4 separate regions of the Mus musculus genome follow, and regions 1, 2 and 3 are each linked to region 4. A link is a contact called in public ChIA-PET and HiChIP or PLAC-seq data. All regions are on one chromosome and are shown on one strand. The core of a region is the stretch at or near the end of the contact, and the rest is flanking DNA. Distances in the headings are between cores, read along the strand shown. Region 1 holds the start of Socs1 (suppressor of cytokine signaling 1). Region 2 holds the start of Rmi2 (RecQ mediated genome instability 2). Region 3 has its middle 9.9 kb from the start of Prm1. Region 4 overlaps Litaf (LPS-induced TN factor).

The links. ChIA-PET counts read pairs in DNA pulled down with a chosen protein or histone mark. HiChIP or PLAC-seq counts read pairs in DNA pulled down with a chosen protein or histone mark.
Region 1: a contact with region 4 is called in an HNF4G HiChIP or PLAC-seq map of pancreatic cancer cells. The contact joins the promoter of Socs1 here to the enhancer-like site in region 4. A contact is called at or near these places in 11 of 39 promoter capture datasets (the 3T3-L1 cell line, 3T3-L1-derived adipocytes, cranial neural crest and 6 more), 5 of 484 Hi-C or Micro-C datasets (liver, muscle stem cells, natural killer cells and 1 more), 2 of 115 datasets of contacts at active chromatin or transcription factors (memory CD8 T cells and pancreatic cancer cells) and 3 of 9 other capture datasets (adipose tissue, liver and pancreatic islet).
Region 2: a FOXA1 HiChIP or PLAC-seq map of pancreatic cancer cells shows a contact between it and region 4. The contact joins the promoter of Rmi2 here to the enhancer-like site in region 4. A contact is called at or near these places in 10 of 39 promoter capture datasets (cranial neural crest, embryonic stem cells, frontonasal cranial neural crest and 6 more), 2 of 115 datasets of contacts at active chromatin or transcription factors (memory CD8 T cells and pancreatic cancer cells) and 1 of 9 other capture datasets (adipose tissue).
Region 3: a contact with region 4 is called in an RNA polymerase II ChIA-PET map of memory CD8 T cells, with 9 read pairs. The contact joins two enhancer-like sites. A contact is called at or near these places in 11 of 39 promoter capture datasets (the 3T3-L1 cell line, 3T3-L1-derived adipocytes, cranial neural crest and 6 more), 2 of 115 datasets of contacts at active chromatin or transcription factors (memory CD8 T cells and pancreatic cancer cells) and 3 of 9 other capture datasets (adipose tissue, liver and pancreatic islet).

What each region holds. Positions count from the first base shown.
Region 1 is chr16:10,783,050-10,787,688 of GRCm38.p6, reverse strand. It overlaps Socs1 (suppressor of cytokine signaling 1), which reads left to right and starts at 2,153. Exons shown (of 2, transcript NM_009896.2): 1 at 2,153-2,258; 2 at 2,768-3,881. The coding sequence starts at 2,818. The coding sequence ends at 3,456.
Region 2 is chr16:10,833,657-10,838,075 of GRCm38.p6, reverse strand. Rmi2 (RecQ mediated genome instability 2) reads right to left here and starts at 3,017. Exons shown (of 2, transcript NM_001162932.1): 1 at 2,686-3,017. The coding sequence starts at 2,986. It also overlaps the pseudogene Gm17913.
Region 3 is chr16:10,804,353-10,809,102 of GRCm38.p6, reverse strand. No RefSeq gene overlaps it. Among named protein-coding and RNA genes, the nearest start is that of Prm1, 9.9 kb to the right of the region's middle. Within about 2 kb of position 2,777, at least 42 of the 459 cell types and tissues checked have an H3K27ac peak or open chromatin away from gene starts, as enhancers often do. A contact at or near this core is called in memory CD8 T cells, where this site is marked.
Region 4 is chr16:10,973,567-10,978,338 of GRCm38.p6, reverse strand. The region is part of intron 1 of Litaf (LPS-induced TN factor); the gene reads left to right. Among named protein-coding and RNA genes, the nearest start is that of Litaf, 17 kb to the left of the region's middle. Within about 2 kb of position 1,803, at least 163 of the 459 cell types and tissues checked have an H3K27ac peak or open chromatin away from gene starts, as enhancers often do. A contact at or near this core is called in adipose tissue, hematopoietic stem and progenitor cells, liver and 5 more, where this site is marked.

The DNA of each region.
Region 1 (4,639 bases), core at 904-3,403, 190 kb after region 4:
TATCCACAAGGGATGCTTGCACGCAAGTGTACACAGCAGACATGACAGCAAGGCAACATTGCTTGGCTAACGGACCAAGTTCAGGGAACTGAACTTCCCAGAGCTTTCCCAGAAGTGGGACAGGCTATCTACCTCACCGCACAATCTCCCAGTCCCTCCCTCTCCCATCTGCGTTGACACTTTCAAAATCACACAGGGGCAGTGGGCAGTACTTCCCAGCAGGACACTGTGAATGCTGGAAAAAGGTGGCTTGCAGGCTAGGCTATGGAACCACGTTTTGCATCCAAGCCTGCAGGACCCTACAATGGCAGCCACTGTACAGTGGGTACTGGGCTCTCTGGACCCCTGGGGGTGGGTCAGGAAGCAGCTATACAGCTCAGCATGTTTCTTTTTCACAACTTTTAGAAACTGAAACCAAGTTGTCCAAAGACAGCTTGACTTGCCCTGTACTTTAGATGGAAGGAAGGCAATCAGATCCCTGGCATATATACTAAAGACTGCATCACTGGAATGTGATGGATGGGAGAGGGCTAGCCAGGGGCAGGGCGAGAGGACACACCCTCTGACTGAGGAGGAGGGGAGATTTCCTGAGAGCAGGCAGAGGTGGAGGCCTGGAGTCCTCTATTTATAGGGTTCTTCTGAAAAGGTCTGCCAAGAGCTTGGCAGGGAGGCAGGCCTGCAGGAGCCAGCCCAGCCTTGTCACCCACCTCAGCACCAATAAGCCTGCCAAGTCCCAAGGGGATACTGTACCCCAAGAGGTTTTCCTCACTTTGCCTGGGCTGGAAGCACAGTTTGGGGATGGAGTTCACCAACCCCAGTACTACTAAAATAGGCTGGTACAAGGCCCTGTGTTTAGTCCCCAGCACTGCAAACAAGCATCCGTGATGCTTGCCAGACCAGAAAGACCTGAAGGCCAGTCTAGGCTGAGACGCGCTAGAGGGAGGCAGTGCTACAAACCCAGCCTTTATCGCCCACCAAGGGTTAGACTGACCATGGCTGCACCACAACCACAGCCACACAAATTCAAGCACCACAAGATAAGTTTGGTTGTGCTTAGGATGAAATATGGCGCTCTGTGCTCTGTCTGGGGAGACCAGGACTTGGCCTCAGAGCTTCAGAGGAGCCGCCTGACAGCTAACAGAGAAACCTGTAGAGGGCAGTGTGCGTCACTGTGAGCACAGGGAAGCCTGCACGCGAACCTCATCCGCCTTCATTCATAAACATCGTCAGCCAGGCACCCACTCCTGGCCTTTCAGGACAAACTGAATCACGAAACCACACAGTGTCCTAATGATAGGTCTGACTGCCTGGATCCTAAGCCAAGGTGTGCTCGGGGCCCCTTGTACAGGCAGATGCTTGCTGGAGTCTTGACCAAAAGTTTGGGGATTACAGCTTTTTTTGGAATCACAGCCCCGCCCGGGGCCTCAGTTTCTCCGGCTGCCCACGTAGTAAGAGTGCAGAGAGTGAGTCCAGGCCCCTGGGAACCCAGCCCAACCCCGCCCGGTTTCCGAGGAACTAGGCCGGGAGCGGGGGCGCCCCTCCCGCACCGCCTTAGGCTTCCTTTGAAGCCTCTGCGGTCAGGCCACCGCTTCCTGGGAAGCCCAAGCCAAGGCCAGGCCGAATGGCCAACGGGAGGGGCCCGCACGCGGCTCTGGAGGAGGGCGGCGGCCCCACAGGTCTCTAGGACTAGCTAGCCGGGTTCCAAGAAGGGTCGAGATTGCCAAGGCCTTCGGGTCCTGGGCAGGAAGGACCCTGGCAGGGAGGAGCTGCTTGGGGAGCACAGGGTCCAGGCGAGGCGGAGCCCTAACCAGAAGAATGCAGACACCCGGAGGGGAGGAGGCGTGTCAGCCCCGCGCTAGCATCCCACACGGCGGGCTGCGATTTGGGGCGAAGGTAGAGCAAAAGAGCGGGCACCAAGTCCTAAGCACCCCAGGCACGGAACACAAGATTCCGGTTGGAGCCGGAACCCCAGAGGTCCCAATGTGGGAAGGTGCGAGGCGAAACCAAGTTAGAGGAACCGTCTCCAGGGAGAGCCTCAGGAGTCTAGAGAGAACCCGAAAGACTTGCCGGAAAGAGAAACCGAAAGCGGGGGTGGGCTGGACCTGTGGGCGGGGCCTGCCTGGTTTAAGAGCCTGATGCAGGGGCGGGCAGCAGCAGAGAGAACTGCGGCCGTGGCAGCGGCACGGCTCCCAGCCCCGGAGCATGCGCGACAGCCGCCCCGGAGCCCCCAGCCGCGGCTCCCCGCGTCCTGCCGCCAGGTGAGCCAAGGCAGCTGCGAGGGAGCAGGCGGGAGGGGATGGGAGGTGATGGGAGCAGAGCCCGGCAGGACTAACCTCGCAGACTGTATGGCAGGGTCGAGGATGCCACGCCTCTGGCGCCCCCCCACCCCCGCCCCGGCTCCCCCAGGAGGCCCCTCGCTCGAGCGGGGCGCCGTCAGCCCCTCCTCTCCGGCCCTGAGCCCTGATCCTCCGCCCGGGTTCCAGTCCCCGGCGTGGCCAGTAGGCGGCAGCCGCGAGGCGACTAGCCACCAGCGGGGACGGCCGGGAGTCGGGCCCCTCTCCACGCCCCCTTCTCCACGCGCGCGGGGAGGCAGGGCTCCACCGCCAGTCTGGAAGGGTTCCGCATACAGGAACGGCCTACTTCGCAGATGAGCCCACCGAGGCTCAAGCTCCGGGCGGATTCTGCGTGCCGCTCTCGCTCCTTGGGGTCTGTTGGCCGGCCTGTGCCACCCGGACGCCCGGCTCACTGCCTCTGTCTCCCCCATCAGCGCAGCCCCGGACGCTATGGCCCACCCCTCCAGCTGGCCCCTCGAGTAGGATGGTAGCACGCAACCAGGTGGCAGCCGACAATGCGATCTCCCCGGCAGCAGAGCCCCGACGGCGGTCAGAGCCCTCCTCGTCCTCGTCTTCGTCCTCGCCAGCGGCCCCCGTGCGTCCCCGGCCCTGCCCGGCGGTCCCAGCCCCAGCCCCTGGCGACACTCACTTCCGCACCTTCCGCTCCCACTCCGATTACCGGCGCATCACGCGGACCAGCGCGCTCCTGGACGCCTGCGGCTTCTATTGGGGACCCCTGAGCGTGCACGGGGCGCACGAGCGGCTGCGTGCCGAGCCCGTGGGCACCTTCTTGGTGCGCGACAGTCGCCAACGGAACTGCTTCTTCGCGCTCAGCGTGAAGATGGCTTCGGGCCCCACGAGCATCCGCGTGCACTTCCAGGCCGGCCGCTTCCACTTGGACGGCAGCCGCGAGACCTTCGACTGCCTTTTCGAGCTGCTGGAGCACTACGTGGCGGCGCCGCGCCGCATGTTGGGGGCCCCGCTGCGCCAGCGCCGCGTGCGGCCGCTGCAGGAGCTGTGTCGCCAGCGCATCGTGGCCGCCGTGGGTCGCGAGAACCTGGCGCGCATCCCTCTTAACCCGGTACTCCGTGACTACCTGAGTTCCTTCCCCTTCCAGATCTGACCGGCTGCCGCTGTGCCGCAGCATTAAGTGGGGGCGCCTTATTATTTCTTATTATTAATTATTATTATTTTTCTGGAACCACGTGGGAGCCCTCCCCGCCTGGGTCGGAGGGAGTGGTTGTGGAGGGTGAGATGCCTCCCACTTCTGGCTGGAGACCTCATCCCACCTCTCAGGGGTGGGGGTGCTCCCCTCCTGGTGCTCCCTCCGGGTCCCCCCTGGTTGTAGCAGCTTGTGTCTGGGGCCAGGACCTGAATTCCACTCCTACCTCTCCATGTTTACATATTCCCAGTATCTTTGCACAAACCAGGGGTCGGGGAGGGTCTCTGGCTTCATTTTTCTGCTGTGCAGAATATCCTATTTTATATTTTTACAGCCAGTTTAGGTAATAAACTTTATTATGAAAGTTTTTTTTTAAAAGAAACAAAGATTCCTAGAGCGTATGCTTTGGCCAAACGTCCTGGGTTGGGAGTGGGGTATACAGACTGACTTTTCTTGAAGTCTTCGGGATGCTGGGGGGAGGGGGGAGGGTCGGACATCATATACATCTCCACCCACAGTGATGGGGACCAAACTTCCAGGCTAGTTGTGGTTTATGACTGGGAAGATGGCCGCTCCTGAGTATCCGTGCCTGGTCTCTGGTATTTCTGTGATGGGATCCTACAGGGACAGCCCCTGACACTGAGTACTGTGTTGCCCCCAGTATACAGAGGAGAAAACTGAGAGACGGGTAATTGACGACAGACCATTCCTGGACTGGAGAGGTGGGCCTTTTAACTGTCCATCCTGCATCAATTTGAAATGGATGACAGAGAGGAAACTTCTTTGCTTCTCTGACCACAACTACTTCCAGGAAGAGGGTGGGGCAGAGAGGCCAGGGCTCCCCGAGTTTTTGGAAGGAGTGGTGGTTCTGCAAGCCATCAAGCATTTCAGAGGGATGATGGGCCATGCTGGCTTGACTTTTCCCTCCTCTCCCCACTCTGCCTTGTGTACTTTTTTGGAGCCAGAAAGCTGCTTTGTGGTCTGTGGTGGCAGGGGCCTGGGTGCTGCTGGTGGCTTGGGCAATTCCCTTTGCCTCTGGGCCTCTGAAGCAATGGTGCTGTTAGGAGCCCAGCTGGAAGGGCTGTTCCAAGACACAAGCAGGGCACTAGAAAGGACCCAGCACTGGCTCTGAGACAGACGCCTG
Region 2 (4,419 bases), core at 1,768-4,267, 140 kb after region 4:
CTGGAGAGGAACTGCCGGATGCCCTAGAGACAGGGCAGGGGCAGGGCAGCAGCAGGCCAGCAGCCATCAAGATCACTCAGTGTGGGCAGGTCCTTCCCAAACTCAGCCTTTCAATACTGCCCATGGTGCTCTGTTCCCCACCTCCTGGCCTTTGCCCATGCTGTTCAAGGAGCTAGACAATCCACCACTATACACAGACACAGGATGTCAAGAGTTCTGACATTCTGAGTCCCAGCAGCCCAAGAGAGTTAGTTCCTACAGACAACTACAAGACAGCCTTCAGGGCTGTCTCCTCCAGGAAGCCTTCCCTGACCTCCTTGAGCCTTGAACATGTATCCTTCTCCTGTGCCTATTTCTGTATCTACTGTCCCCAAATAAATACCAGATGAACCATCAAGCTAGATGAATGAAAAAGCCTCTTTATGCTCTGTGGTTTGAGGTCCAGGTCTCCTGAGGCCAGCAGTGGCAGCACATAGTAGGCTTTTGCTTTCTACCTGACTAACACTGAGGCAGGCACCATGAGCAACACTCAAGAAAAAGTGCTGTCATCACTCTGTGCACATGCACCCTGGGTTCACGTCTACAACGGTGCCTTGTGGACATCCCTGGCTGCTCCCGAGATGATTCATGAGCAAGAAGAAACAGCACAGGCCCTGGCCCTGGCCCTGGGCATACAGGCTAGAGGGTGAGGCCAATAGCTTCAGTCCAACACAGGGACATCTGCTAGATGGCAGGCTTATTCCAGTGTTGGAACTAGGCTTGAGACACTGTTCAAAGCTGCTTTCAAGGGACATTGCCTGGGCTGGGACACCAAACAACATGGAATTTAAGCAAAGTCAAAGTTAAGGCCAAGGGCAGTCAACTTTCTCTGTAAGGGAGCAGATTACAGAACTCAGGCTTTTTTGGGGTCATAGGAATGATTGCTGTCACAACTGCTAAGCCATGTCAGTACAGTGAGATGGTGACCCTAACCTTTTGCAAATTACAAATGCATTTCAGGCCAATAAAACTTCACTTTGTAGATGCTGATTTCAAACTGCATATACATTTCATACATCAGGATTTTTTTGTAGACATGTCAAAATGTAAAACATAGGCCAGATATAATGGCGCACGCCTTTAATCCCAGCACTGGGGAGGCAGAGGCAGGCAGATTTCTGAGTTCGAGGCCAGCCTGGTTTACAGAGTGTAAACCCAGGACATCCAGGGTTACACAGAGAAACTCTGTCTTGGAAAAAAAAAAAAAAATAGCCTAGGTCAGAGACCCTGACTCTGCCTCTAGACAGAATTCAAGACTTTCTGAGCAGGAAGCATTCTTTAGAGAGGCAGGGCTGATTTTTACAGAGAAGGAAGCCATGGAAAGGCAGGCCTGCTGAATCTGTAGGCTTCCTTTAGAAGTCTCCTGGAGCCTGTGTTGAAGCTTCAGAGTCAAGTATAGGCAGGCCTTGTCTATCTGGGTCACAGGTGCAACCACGCAGTTCACGAGGCCCTGTGTATGATATGTGTTTCCTAATGAGATGAGGCTCCAGGTACCTGATGCCGGTCTCAGAACATCTGCTTCTCAGAACACACAAGTGCCAGGCATTGGACCAGATGCTAGAGTCAAGCTATCAGAACCACAGTGCAAGAACTGCAGTAGCTCAAAGGGCAGCCTCAAACCCTGCAATATCAGCATCTCCTTAGAGGGTATTAGAAACAACTCTTAAGACTCAGAAAACCTGCTGGGCGTGGTGGCACATGCCTTTAATCCCAGTACTAGGGAGACAGAGGTAGGTGGATTTCTGAGTTCGAGGTCAGCCTGGTCTACAAAGTGAGTTCCAGGACAGCCAGGGCTATACAGAGAAACCCTGTCTCGAAAAAACAAACAAACAAACAAACAAACAAAAATATGAGTACAGACTTAGGGCTGGGATTGCTTGCGTAGCATGCACAAAGCCCCCAGTTTGATTCCCAGCAGCGTATGAACCAGATGGAGCAGCATATGCCTAGAATCCTAGCACTCAGGAGATGGAAGCAGGAAGCCCGGGTGTCCAAGCTACACAATGAATTTTAGGTCAGTCTAGGCTAGACACTGCCTTAAAAACACACACACACACACACACACACACACACACACACACACACAGAGAAAAAGACAAGCAGACATTTCCTGAGAAATTATTTTCAAAACATACGGGGAAAAATGAGAAAAACATCTACAGGGATAGAACTGTGACACAGAATTGCAAGGCTCAAAACTGGGAAGGTGGGATAGCCTCGGGAACCTACAGGCGTTTTAGTAGATGTACTTGTTTACTATTCTCGCTGTCTGGGTTAAACCCAAGGACTCATCAATGTTAGGAAGTGCTCCCACCCCAGGCCCTCTTTACTTTTTGTTCTGAGACAGGCTCTCACTGAGTTGCCTTACGTTGGCCTTAAACTCACTTCGTAGCTCAGTCAGGCTTTGAACTTTGCCATCCTCCTGCCTCAGACTCCTAGTATTGGGATGGAAGATGTGTACCTCCAGGCCCGGCTGGAACCTACATCTTAGAAAGCGGGGATAGGTGTTGCTGTCATCCAAGAGGATGGGTGGGGAGTCACTTGACAGGGGCTGGGCCAGGAAGGAGGGCTAGAGCCTGGAGGTGGGACCGCCCCGCCCCGCCCCGCCCCGGGGAGGACCTGCAGAGCCGGTCCCGCCCACGTTACCTGGGAGGAGGCAGGGCCGGCCGCGTGGTACGCGCTCCAGGCCGCGCACAGAGAAGGCTCCGCTCGAGTCGCGCAGCCGGGCCTGGCCGCCTTCCGCCGCCAGCACGGTACCCTGCATCCACACGGCCACCAGCTCCAGCGGAGCGCGGCCCACCGCCGCCCGCGACAGCCGCCACGCGCCCGGGCCACCCTCTGCGTGCCGCCGCAGCTGTCCTGCCAGTACCTTGAGTGGCGGCAAGCGCGGCAGCCGCACGGCCCCGGGGCCACCGGAGGACAGCGACTCGGACGCCGCAGCCGCCATGCTGCGCCACCACCGCTTTCCCGCCAACTCTGACGGACGGCGGGGGTTTGGCGAGCGGCAGCCAATCAAGAGCGCGCCTGCCCGAGGCAGCCAATGGATGGGGGCGGGACAGCCGCGTAACCGCCAGAAGCTGAAAGATTCAACTGAATTAAATAGAAAATAGATACGCTAACAAATGCAGGGAGATACGGAATTTCCTCTCCTAAGGAAGAGCAACGATTTAAGCCATATGTCTCCGTTCCAGTTTACTAAAAAATAAGACGCACTCAACAGTAGTTGTAGATGATCGATTAATTTTAAGAGCCGAAATAAAATGTGCACCCTTAGCAAAACATTACCACACGAAAAGCCGAGATGCAAGTAGATCCCTTGGACCTTTTTGATACGAAATCACATCTACACACAGGAGAGAGAGTTCCAGAGGAATAGTTTAAGCATGGCCCCAAACACAAATTTATGAATGGATTGGTTGTACTCTTTTAATACCTCAGAGATGACGCTGAATATGCGCTGCGCTGGTAACTTTGGTTAAGATATCAAGCATCTTTAGAAATTGGTCTTGTGCCCAGACTACACACACACACACACACACACACACACACACACACACAGTATTCCTGAAATTATAAGAGTTTTATCAGGGGAAATCTTTAAAAAGAAAATAAATACACTTATTTGAATTTAACGATTAAAAAAGTATCAAAACAAATTTTGGTGGTTCACACCTATTTAACTCTAGCACTCACCAGGGCTGGAAGATGAGTTCAAGGTCATCTTTAGCCACAGAGTGAATTGGAGTCCAACCTGGTATACAAGAGCCCTTCCTGGAAACACCATAACAAGTAAATTAAACAATTTCCTCTTTCAGTTCGGGATATTGCTCTATAGGAGAGTGTTTACCTAGCAAGAATGCTCACCAGGCAAAATCACTTGCCACCAAATCTGATATCAGATCAGAGTTCCATTCCCAAAACCCATGTGAGAATTAACTCCCATAAATTGTTCTCTGACTTCCACAAGTGCGCTGCGGCACACGTGCATCCTGGTAAGTTATTCTCTGCTGGTGAAATGAGTCAATTCAAGCCAAATCGAAGTACGCAAAGGCAGGCTTATGGGGAAGCCGCTCTTGGGTCGGTTCTCTGGTCCCAAGGAAGGAGGCCAGGGAAGTCGACATGGGGAGGAAGACAGAGGGGAGGGGGTAGAGAAAGAGTGTGCATGTGCTGGGAGAGAGAGAGAGAGAGAATGCAGAGAGGGAGAGAGAGAGAATGCAGAGAGGGAGAGAGAGAGAATGCAGAGAGGGAGAGAGAGAGAATGCAGAGAGGGAGAGAGAGACAGGTGGGTATACAAGGTGCAAGGTAGGAACTAAGGGATGCTGGAAGGATGGGAGAACCTGGAGATGAAGTCCACTTTGGTTTGTAAAAAATGCACCTCAG
Region 3 (4,750 bases), core at 1,528-4,027, 170 kb after region 4:
CAGAGATAGGACCCACCGTTCTAGCCTTGCTGGGATTTACTGAGATACTCCAGTATCTCCCCAAACCTGAGGATTTTATAGATGGAATACTTGTGGATCTGTGGTCACATGCTACAGTTGTGGTACTGTTAATGCCCGCTGCCTCTCTGGAAGCTTCCTCTGAATCCTTTGAGAATGTATCTGCATCCCACATGTAGTAACTCCAAAGATCCGTCCGTACTCTCATGGTAATCTTAATTGGAGGGAGACAGGATGTGCTCAGATTTTTTTTTTTCCAAGACAGGGTCTCACTTTGTAGCTCTGGCTGTCCTGAAAATCACTACAAAGACCAGGTTACTCTCAAACTCTTAGAGATCTGTCTGTCTCTGCCTCTTGAGCAAAAGCTGGCCAAAACTTTGAGAGCTGGCAGACACCTTAATCTTTAACCATAGATGACACTTCTGCCACTGGAACCACCCAGTTTGGTGTCATTTGTTGCCATTGTCCCAGGACTTGAGTTCGTGATACAGCTATGGCTTTGTGCCTTTTGGGGACCTCGCTGATATGTTACATTAATTTGGGGGGACTATTAAGCACCCTGTGATTTTGAATCAATTGCTACGTGATCTTGAACAAATCATTCGGCTTCTCTGGGCTGCAGGTATGGTGATCCATGGTTTGGAAACTTTAGATGGGAGGGAGATTAACTTACGGTGGCCATGTTGTTCTGCTTGCAGAGGACTCCCAGACAGTCGTGTGCACCTGTGGAACCTATGGGGCCTGCACTCCTTACCTTGGAAGAGAGTGGAAGACGCACGCTTCAGAGACATTGTGACCAAAGTGACTGAGAATGGAAGGTTTGTCTTTAGAGGGCCTCTGTTTGCTGGCGATCATTAGTTTCTAGAACTTTCCTTCTAAGAGGAGGCTTATGACCTAGCAAAACCCAGTAATGTCTGACCTTCCAGTGGGCTTGGTAGGCACAGTGCCCAAGACTGCGACCCTGCTGGGGACAAGTTATTTTCAGTTATGGAGGAAAAGGTGCAGAGTAGTCATGCGCATCCTGGACATGCCGCCACAGAGGCAGAGAAGCTGAGAACTGAGTAGGCTTGGCCCATCTGAGAAAAATGTTTTGAAACGCACCTGACAGGTACTTGCTCTTTGCCTCCGTGACCAGCAAGCCACCATCTGCTAACTGGAAAGGTATTACGTTCTCCCATGCACCTGTGTAAGGCAAGCAACAATACCATGGCCTCTCTACTGATGAGGAGACTGAGGCAGGGAGCTCCCGACACACCCCCAGCACGGAGTAACTATCTATGGAATGTGAATTAGTCTGTATGGTATGTGTACACACGGGTGTGTAGGCCAGACATTTGAGGTCTTCCCTAGTCACGCCTCACCTTAGTTTTTGAAACAGGGTTCTCTGAACCTGGAGCTCACAGATTAGGCCAGCAAACCCCATCCCCCTTCTCTCTACTTTCCCCATACTGGTACCACTACTCCTGGCTTTTTATGTAGGTTCTGGGATTAAACGTGGGTCCTCATACTAGGACTAAGTTTTATTGCCACAGCCCCATAGTGTGAATTAGATGAATCAGAGAGAGGCCAAGACCTGTACCCAGCAGACACTACAGAGCCTGGACAGGAAGGAAGCACCCTGTACAGTCACAGTCCTCTACCTCCTGTTCATATATGCTGGCCCACTTTGTTGCTTTTGGTCCTTACATGAAGCTAGCAAAGTTCCTGCTGCTGATCCTGGTGGATGTGGAGATGGAGGCTCAGACAAGCTTGGCTGTCTGCTTCTACCTGATAGCTTCCTTTCCTTTCTCTGTGAGCTCTGGCCCAGCTTGGGGTCTGCAGCTGAGGACTTAGTCGGTCCTTGCCTTGGAGAGACTTGTGTTCATCACGAGGCTCATTCACATCTCTAGGTCCTGGTAACTGTAGCCCATCTTCTCAAAGTCCAATGCAGGTATCTCTGCCAGCCTCAACTGGTTCAGCTAACATCAGCATCTCCAGGGCTTGGAGCTGAGGCTGTCAGTCAGACACCTTTTTGAACCAGAAAGGACTAGGTTTGGAGTCCCCTCTTTGGACTGGAGATGGTGACACCAACCCTAAACATTTTTTCTGAAAGGTAGAGGTGAGGAAGACAAGCCTGCACTGCTTCTCTTCACAGTGAATGCCCGTGTCTGGGCCTGGAGACCTGTGCTCACACGTGCTCCAGAAAGGTCTCCTCACAAGTGCTTGGAAAGTGCCAGCTCTAAATGGGTCCCAGAGAGATTTCAGCTCTCATCGAAACACTGTTTTAACTGCAAGCTAGTACCCACACACATTGTGACCTGCAGGACAAAGGCTGTTTTGTGTTTGTTTCCCTTCCTGTAACCCAACCTGAATAGCAATAAATAGGAGACGCAGAGTACATTCACCCCAGCTTTCTTCTCTTTTCAGATGAGACTGTCGGGCAGGGCTTGGCTTGCTTTCTTCTACTTTAATTCAGAAACAATCGTTTCATTTGTATTTCTGTATTCTTGTTCTGAAATTCTGTATACCAGTACCACGACATGGGCACTCTACTGCTAGACTTCAAGACAAGGGCTTTACTGCCCCTTTGCAGATGGAGAAACTGAGGCCCTGGCTCAGACCGAGTCCCCACTGTAGGTTGTTGCTTTGGGCAGGGGGCGGGGAGGGGTTGTGGATACTGCCTGGTGGTTCCCCCAGCTCTGCCACTGTCCTGGCTTCCCCCAGGCGCTGCAGCTGTCCTAGGGTGCAGAACACTGTGCACACGTGCTGATAGCTTACCGTGAACTGCTGCCTTCTTCACTTAGAGCAGCCAGCTGTGGCAACCAACCACAGAGCAAGTGCAAATGAGCCACAGTTGGCCACTTAAGTTTCTCTTTCCTGTCAGATGGGTGACTTATGGGACCTGTAGGTGTGCAGGGCCACAGAAGGGACCTGGCTGGCTTGTCCTTGAGAAACACACACAAGAATACCTATGAGCTATTTGACTATTTCACCAGTCACAGAAAGATCCCTGGTAATGAGTTCCAGAAGGTTCCTTCATGGCCATTCTAAATCTCCCCAGCACACTATTTAGCCAAAGACTCTGCCTTCTTAAAATGTTACCTTTTCCTGGTTTGCTTGTTTTTGTTTTGTTTTTGGAACAGTCTCATTATGTTGCCAAGGCTAGCCTGAAACGATCAAACTTCGTGTTCCCAATTGCACTGAACTTCCTTTGTCTTAACTTTATCGCACTAATATTTTTTGTGTGCTTATGTGCATGAGCATCCGTGAACGGCAGTGAGAGTGAGAAGATCAGAGAACAACTTGTGAGAGTCAGTCTTCTTCCATTCGTGGGTCCTGGAGATTACACTCAGTCATCGAGCTTGGTGGTACGAGCCATCTCTCCAGGTGCACGACCATCTGTCTGAGCATGTATGCGTCTACATGCATGTGTGTGGATACATGATATGTGTGAACATGTGAAGGGCTGAGGTTGTTCAGTAACACTCCACTTTTTTGATGCATGGTCTCTCCTTTAATTCAGTTTGGCAATCCCATCTAGTCTAACTTGCCAGATTGCCCCAGATATCCCCATCACTGCCTCCTGAGTGCCCACACCTGCCTAGTTTACCTGGGTTCTGAAGGTCCAGGTTCTGGTCCTCATACTTACAAAGCAAGCACCTTATTCACTGAGCCATTCCCCTGGCCCTTTGCTTTGTTAGGATCTCATTGTATAGCCTAGGCTGCCCTTGAATTTGTGACAATTCTCCTGCCTCAGTCTTTTTTTTGTTTGTTTGTTTGTTTTGTTTTTGTTTTTTTTTTTCAAGACAGGGTTTCTCTGTGTAGCCCTGGCTGTCCTGGAACTCACTCTGTAGACCAGGCTGGCCTCAAACTCAGAAATTCGCCTGCCTCTACCTCCCGAGTGCTGGGATTAAAGGCATGCACCACCACCGCCCAGCCCTGCCTCAGTCTTCAGTGTTGGGATTATAGGCAATAGCAACTATGCCTGATTTTTTTTTTTGTTGTTTTTTGTTTTTGTTTTGTTTTTGGGGACAGGGTCTCACTTGTAGCCCCAGCTGGCCTTGAACTTGAACTCACAAAGACCTTCCTGTCTCTGCCTTCTGAGTTCTGGGACTGAAAGTATATGTGCCACCCACACTTCTGGCTTGATCTTTTCTTGCTCTCAAACTGTGTGTCCTCAAACACCCCCAGAAAGAGCAAATGTTTCTACCATAAAGAAATAAGGGCTGGGGAGATGGCTCAGTCAGTACAGCACTTACCTTGCGAGCATGAGGCCCCATGTGTGACCTAGGCACACAGGGGTGGTGACATGTACTTGCAATGGAGGCAGAAGCAGGAAGAGCCCTGGGACCCACTGGCTAGTCAGCCTAGCCTACACTGAGAGTTCTAGGATAGCAAGAGATTCCCCCCATAGCAAGGGAGATGGTGCCCAAGGAACAATACTCAATGTCCGTATCTGACTTTGCAGGGACTTATGAATGCAAACACACACACACAGACACACACACACACACACACACACACACACACATCCGTCCTGTGTGTGTGTGAGGGAAGTAGATAGTCTTACTGTGACTTATGCATTATAGTGTGAACATGTGCGGGAACATCGCATACTCTTTCTTAATATGTACTGGCTTTAGGTGCTAAAAGGCAAATTTAAAAGTCTGGTGTAAGCCGGGCGGGGTGGCGCACGCCTTTAATCCCAGCACTTGGGAGGCAGAGGCAGACGGATTTCTGAGTTCGAGGCCAG
Region 4 (4,772 bases), core at 554-3,053:
TCTGCTTGAGGACAAGTCGGACTGACGGCACTCAGTGCAGCCTGCTGTGACTCCTCATGAGGGACATCACACTACTGAGGGCTAGGCATGGGCATGCCACCCCTCAGCCAAACTGCACATCTCGTTTGGATGCCACCAGTTCTTCTGTCCTATCTAGGGTCCCACGTTATGGTTAGTTGTGCTGTCTCACTTGCGGTTTGTTGCAGATTTTTTTTCTCTGGATCATTTGCCGGAATTTGGACTCTACCACTCTGAGATGTGCTGTGTTCCACATGGCAGGTTTTCATCTGCTGGGAGTGTGGAGAGCTATGGCGTTCTTTCCCTTCGTGGTGGTGGAGCGTCCCTGTTTTGAGAGGGTGAGGCCTGCCTAGAATGGGAAGACGTACAGGGCATGGCCGGGGGAAGGCCTGTGCTCTGTTTGTAGGGTTTGAGTTGAGTGAGGGAACCCTGAGTTGTTGGTGACCCACTGTGGAAAGAAACCACAAGTCAGGGTAGCATTATCTTGCCAGGAAGATGTGGTCCCCAAGCCTGAGCTCAGAACCTGAGGAAAGCAGAAATTAGGAAGGGGCTGTGGCCAGGGAAGGAAGAGGCCTTGTACAGAAGGTGTACCAGTGAGAGAGGGTGCACCTGTGTGTGTGAGAGAGAGAGGTGGTAGGGCCAAGGAGTAGACTTCACTGTGATAGAGAAAAGGTGAGGCCCCTGTGAGGCCTGGGCAGAAAGCTGCCTAGAAGACAGGGTCTGTCGTACCAGAAGCCCTCTGGGAGCTTACAGGCCTCAATTACACAGAGGAGAGCCAACTCACAGCTTAAAATGGAGTCAGAGGGGCTGAGAGTATAGCTCAGTTGGAGGAGTGCTTGCCTAGCAGGCACAAAGACCTGTTCAGTCCCCAGCACAACATAATCCAGCAATGGTGCCACAGGCCTAGAATTCTAGTACTAGGGAGGTGAAAAGCCAGGAGGGTCAGAAGTCTATGGCTAGCCTCAGCCCTGCCTAAAAACAACAATAAAAGAACATACAATACGGGATGGCAGAGAATGAGACACATCCTCAGGTGGGTCCTTGGGCCAATGTTAAGGTGCCATCTTGGCTTTGTTCTGGTAGGGGTCATTTGGACATGGGAGAGGGGCTCTACCTTGGCCTGTGGCTTCTTCCTCTACATTTTCCAGGGTTAGTGTAGCCTCTGATTTTGTCTTCCTTTTAGAAAGGCTCTTATGATGACACGCAGCTCCGAACTCTGCATGCAGGAGTCGCTGACTTGTCTTGGGGTAAACCGAGTTAAGGTTGCAGAATTTACTCATGCCCCAGGAAGAGGCAGAATCCGTTCAGAATGTCAGGAAGCCACGTAGGGAGGTGTCAGGAGGGGCCCACGCAGGAGTCACTGTTGAGTGGATCTCCCCGTGGGACTCAGAGCTGGTTGTTTGGTGCTACTGGGGCGTGTTGACAGCCTTTAGCCTACAGGACATCTGGAGGTCCAGGAGTCACCGTCTGCCCTCCAGATCCTTTCAACTTGTCTTTGTCCCTTTGTCCCTCATGACAGAGAGGAAGGATGGGGTCTTTCCCCTCCTCGCCTACACCCTTGTCTTCAACCCTATCTCCCTAATGCACCCCCTTAATCTTGTCCTTATCCTTCCCTAGACCCAGGGATGGGTGGACCTCGAAAGAAGCCCCTTCCACCAGCCTGGGGACTTGTGCCACATGAGCATTCACCAGCGATTACAAAATGAGCAAGCTGTGAGCCTGCTAAACTGGCGCTTTGTTTTCCTCTCTCTGGTTTCAACATGCTCTGCTACCGCCTCCACACTTCCCTGTCAGTGTCTATCCACCCACATCGTGGCTTGCTTGACCTCCTGCCTGGACATTCCAGGGCACCCTGCTGAGCCATATTTCACCAGTAGGAATCTGGAGGTAGCAAAGGGCTGGCTGCAGTCTCCGTCCGGAAAGTGGCCAGCCACTCTGCCCAGCTCTCACTAGAGCCTCACATCTGAATGGAAGTGTGAAGTGCCGCATGAACACTTGTCATGACGTCAGCGACTTCCCCTGACTGACAGACTGACCACTTCCTCTCCTTAGATTCTAAGTCAGAGCTTTTGTTTCCAGATGACCCATTGCGTCTGTGTGAGGAGGACAGACGTCAGCCTTGATTGTAGTTTCTTGGGAGTTCCACCTTACTGACCTAGAGGTCACCCAGTAGGCGAAGATTACTGCCAAGTGAGCCCCAGAGAGTTGCCTGTCTCTACCTCATAGCCATGAAGTATTATGCCTAGCTATTTTTAAAACATGGGTTTTGGGGGGTCAGACTCAGGTCTTTGTGTTTTCAAGACAAACATATCACCAACTGACCTATCTCCCTAATGCACCCCCTTTTTGAGAGGGTCTATATAGCCCAGCCTGGCCTTGACCCTCCAGCCCAGCCTCCTTGGGAATTACAGGCCTACATCAACTACACCTACCTAACTCTATCCTTCCAGATCTCGAGATGGGTCTTGTGTGGCATTTAAACGTCGGTACTGTTCTCTGCAAGTGTTTTCTCGGTACCACTGGGACTATCTTGTTCTACATTGCTTGGGACTTTCCTGGATTTTGTACCCAAAGTGTTACTTATTCAGGGAAGCCTTTTCTGTCTTAGGTAGGGTGGAGTAGTGGCTCACCTGTGAGTCACCGTGACGTTTTGGCCGTGCTTATAGCTGCTAAGGTGCTATTAACACATTTCCATTCTTGCTCTTTACAGAACCCACAGGGAGTCAGGAAGACAGGCAATGGGAAGGTGCCCTGGACAGCTACAGCAAAGAGCTAGGATGCTGGCAGCTGAGGCAGGGCTCCTACCTGTCCTGTGTGCTCTGTGCACTTGTCTCAGGTGGACGCTGGCAGCCGTCAGAGGGAGGCCTACGGAGACAAAGCCTGCTTGGGGACATGTAAGCAAGACTGCCAGTGCAGATCTTTGCAGTGGTGACAGAGATGAGACAGGAGCATGGGGCCAGGGAGGGACATTGGTCATTCTAGTTAGGGTGTGGTGTGGGTGTTAACTGGCTGGTTTCAGGTCTAAGGTCCTTGGAAGGACTGAGAATATGGCGAGAAACACTCAAAAAAGTAGAAAATGAGAAATGCACACTGTAGGACCTGGAGTAATACGAAAAAAACTGAAAAACATGGAAAATGAGACAGACACACTGTAGGACCTGGAATATGGCAAGAAACACTGAAAAACGTGAAAAATGAGAAATGCACACTGTAGGACCTGGAATATGGCGAGAAACACTGAAAAATGTGAAAAGGGCCATTTTGCAAGCTTGAATATGAAATTGTATGTAGAAAGTTCTGACAATGTCTCTGTGCCCCTCCCCGCAGGGTTGGAGATTTTAGTAAAGATACTTTGATGTATGCTTAAGCACAAGGGCTAGAAGAGTGGTGCTCAGAAGAAAGTAAAACACCCCTAAGAGTTTGGGTGTGGGGCCTCTCCAAGACAGTCAGCAAGGAAGACACTGAGTGCTGCTCCTCAAGGGGGGTCGCCTTGTGCTTCTCTGGCTCATCGGTGCCATATAGAAATAAGTTTCTAAGATGAGACCTCATTGTGCAGATGCTGGGTATCGTTTATCTCCACTCTATCTGGTGAGGCAGGGGCTTTCATAGAATTCAGAGCTGCCAGCTGACTAGAATGGCCGGCCGTGGCCCTCTGGGCTTGCCCCTTTCTCCAGCTGCTCAGTGCTGGGTTTCCAGGTGCCTGGCCCCACACCTGCATTTTTATGTGGGTGCTGGGGATCAGAACTCAGGGCCTCATGCTTACGTGGAAAGGAACTTACAGACCAGCAGAGCCATCTGTATAGCAGCTCCTTAGTGTTTTTGCAACAGAGACTCACTGTGTAGTCCGACCTAGCTTTGAATTGTTGATCCTCTTGTCTCTACTGTCTGAGTGAGAGGTTACAGGCATGTGCTAGCATGCCTCGAAGAGTTAACTATTTAAAGCCAACAGCAGGCAGCTCTTCATAGCTTCACAGTGTTGTGTAACTGTCACCTCTGTCTCAGAGCCCCCACCTCCCTCCTGTGCCATCATCCAGTCCCTGGTCACAGTCAGGGACTGTGCTTTCCATGTCTGCCGACTTTCCTGTCTGGGCATTTGGCATCAATAGGACTGGAGGGAAGCCTTTTGTGCCTGGACTCTCTAGAGCAGAATAATTTTTAGGATCATTACAAGCTGTGGCTGGGAGCCCGGTGACCTGGTGGCCTCTTGGCCTTTGGCAGCCTTCTCTTTAGCTATAAACTGGGGCTCAGGCTGAACTCTATGAGGACAGCCAGGCTGCCTCAATCCACATGGGCCGGCTGTGGGCCCAGGCCCAGAAGAAGACTTAGCGTTTGTGGGAATAACTGACTCTCCTGGACTCTCAGGGAATTCTTGAGTTGTTGGAACAATTCCTTAGAAATAACTCTGACTGAACACGGGGTGTCTATAACCTGACATTCGCTGATCTTAAAGATCTAAAGATCACTGGGCCCGATAGTGCGGCTTCTTCCCAGGATTTTGGGGGTGTTTTCCTCCTTAGCAGCATTACCTACCTATGTTTTCTCCTTAGGAGATGAGGGGCCCCAGATCCTTTATCTTTTCATCTCTGAAGCAGGTGGAGAGGTGACAGCCCTATGAAGTTTGCATCTCCCCACCGCCAGCCAATATGGAACCCTGTTTTGGAAGGGGCAGATAATTTTTGATTAAAAGTGCTTGGTAATAAAATAGTTGAAATCTATACTTGTCAAGGAATTTTTATATCATGTATGAGTGTGTG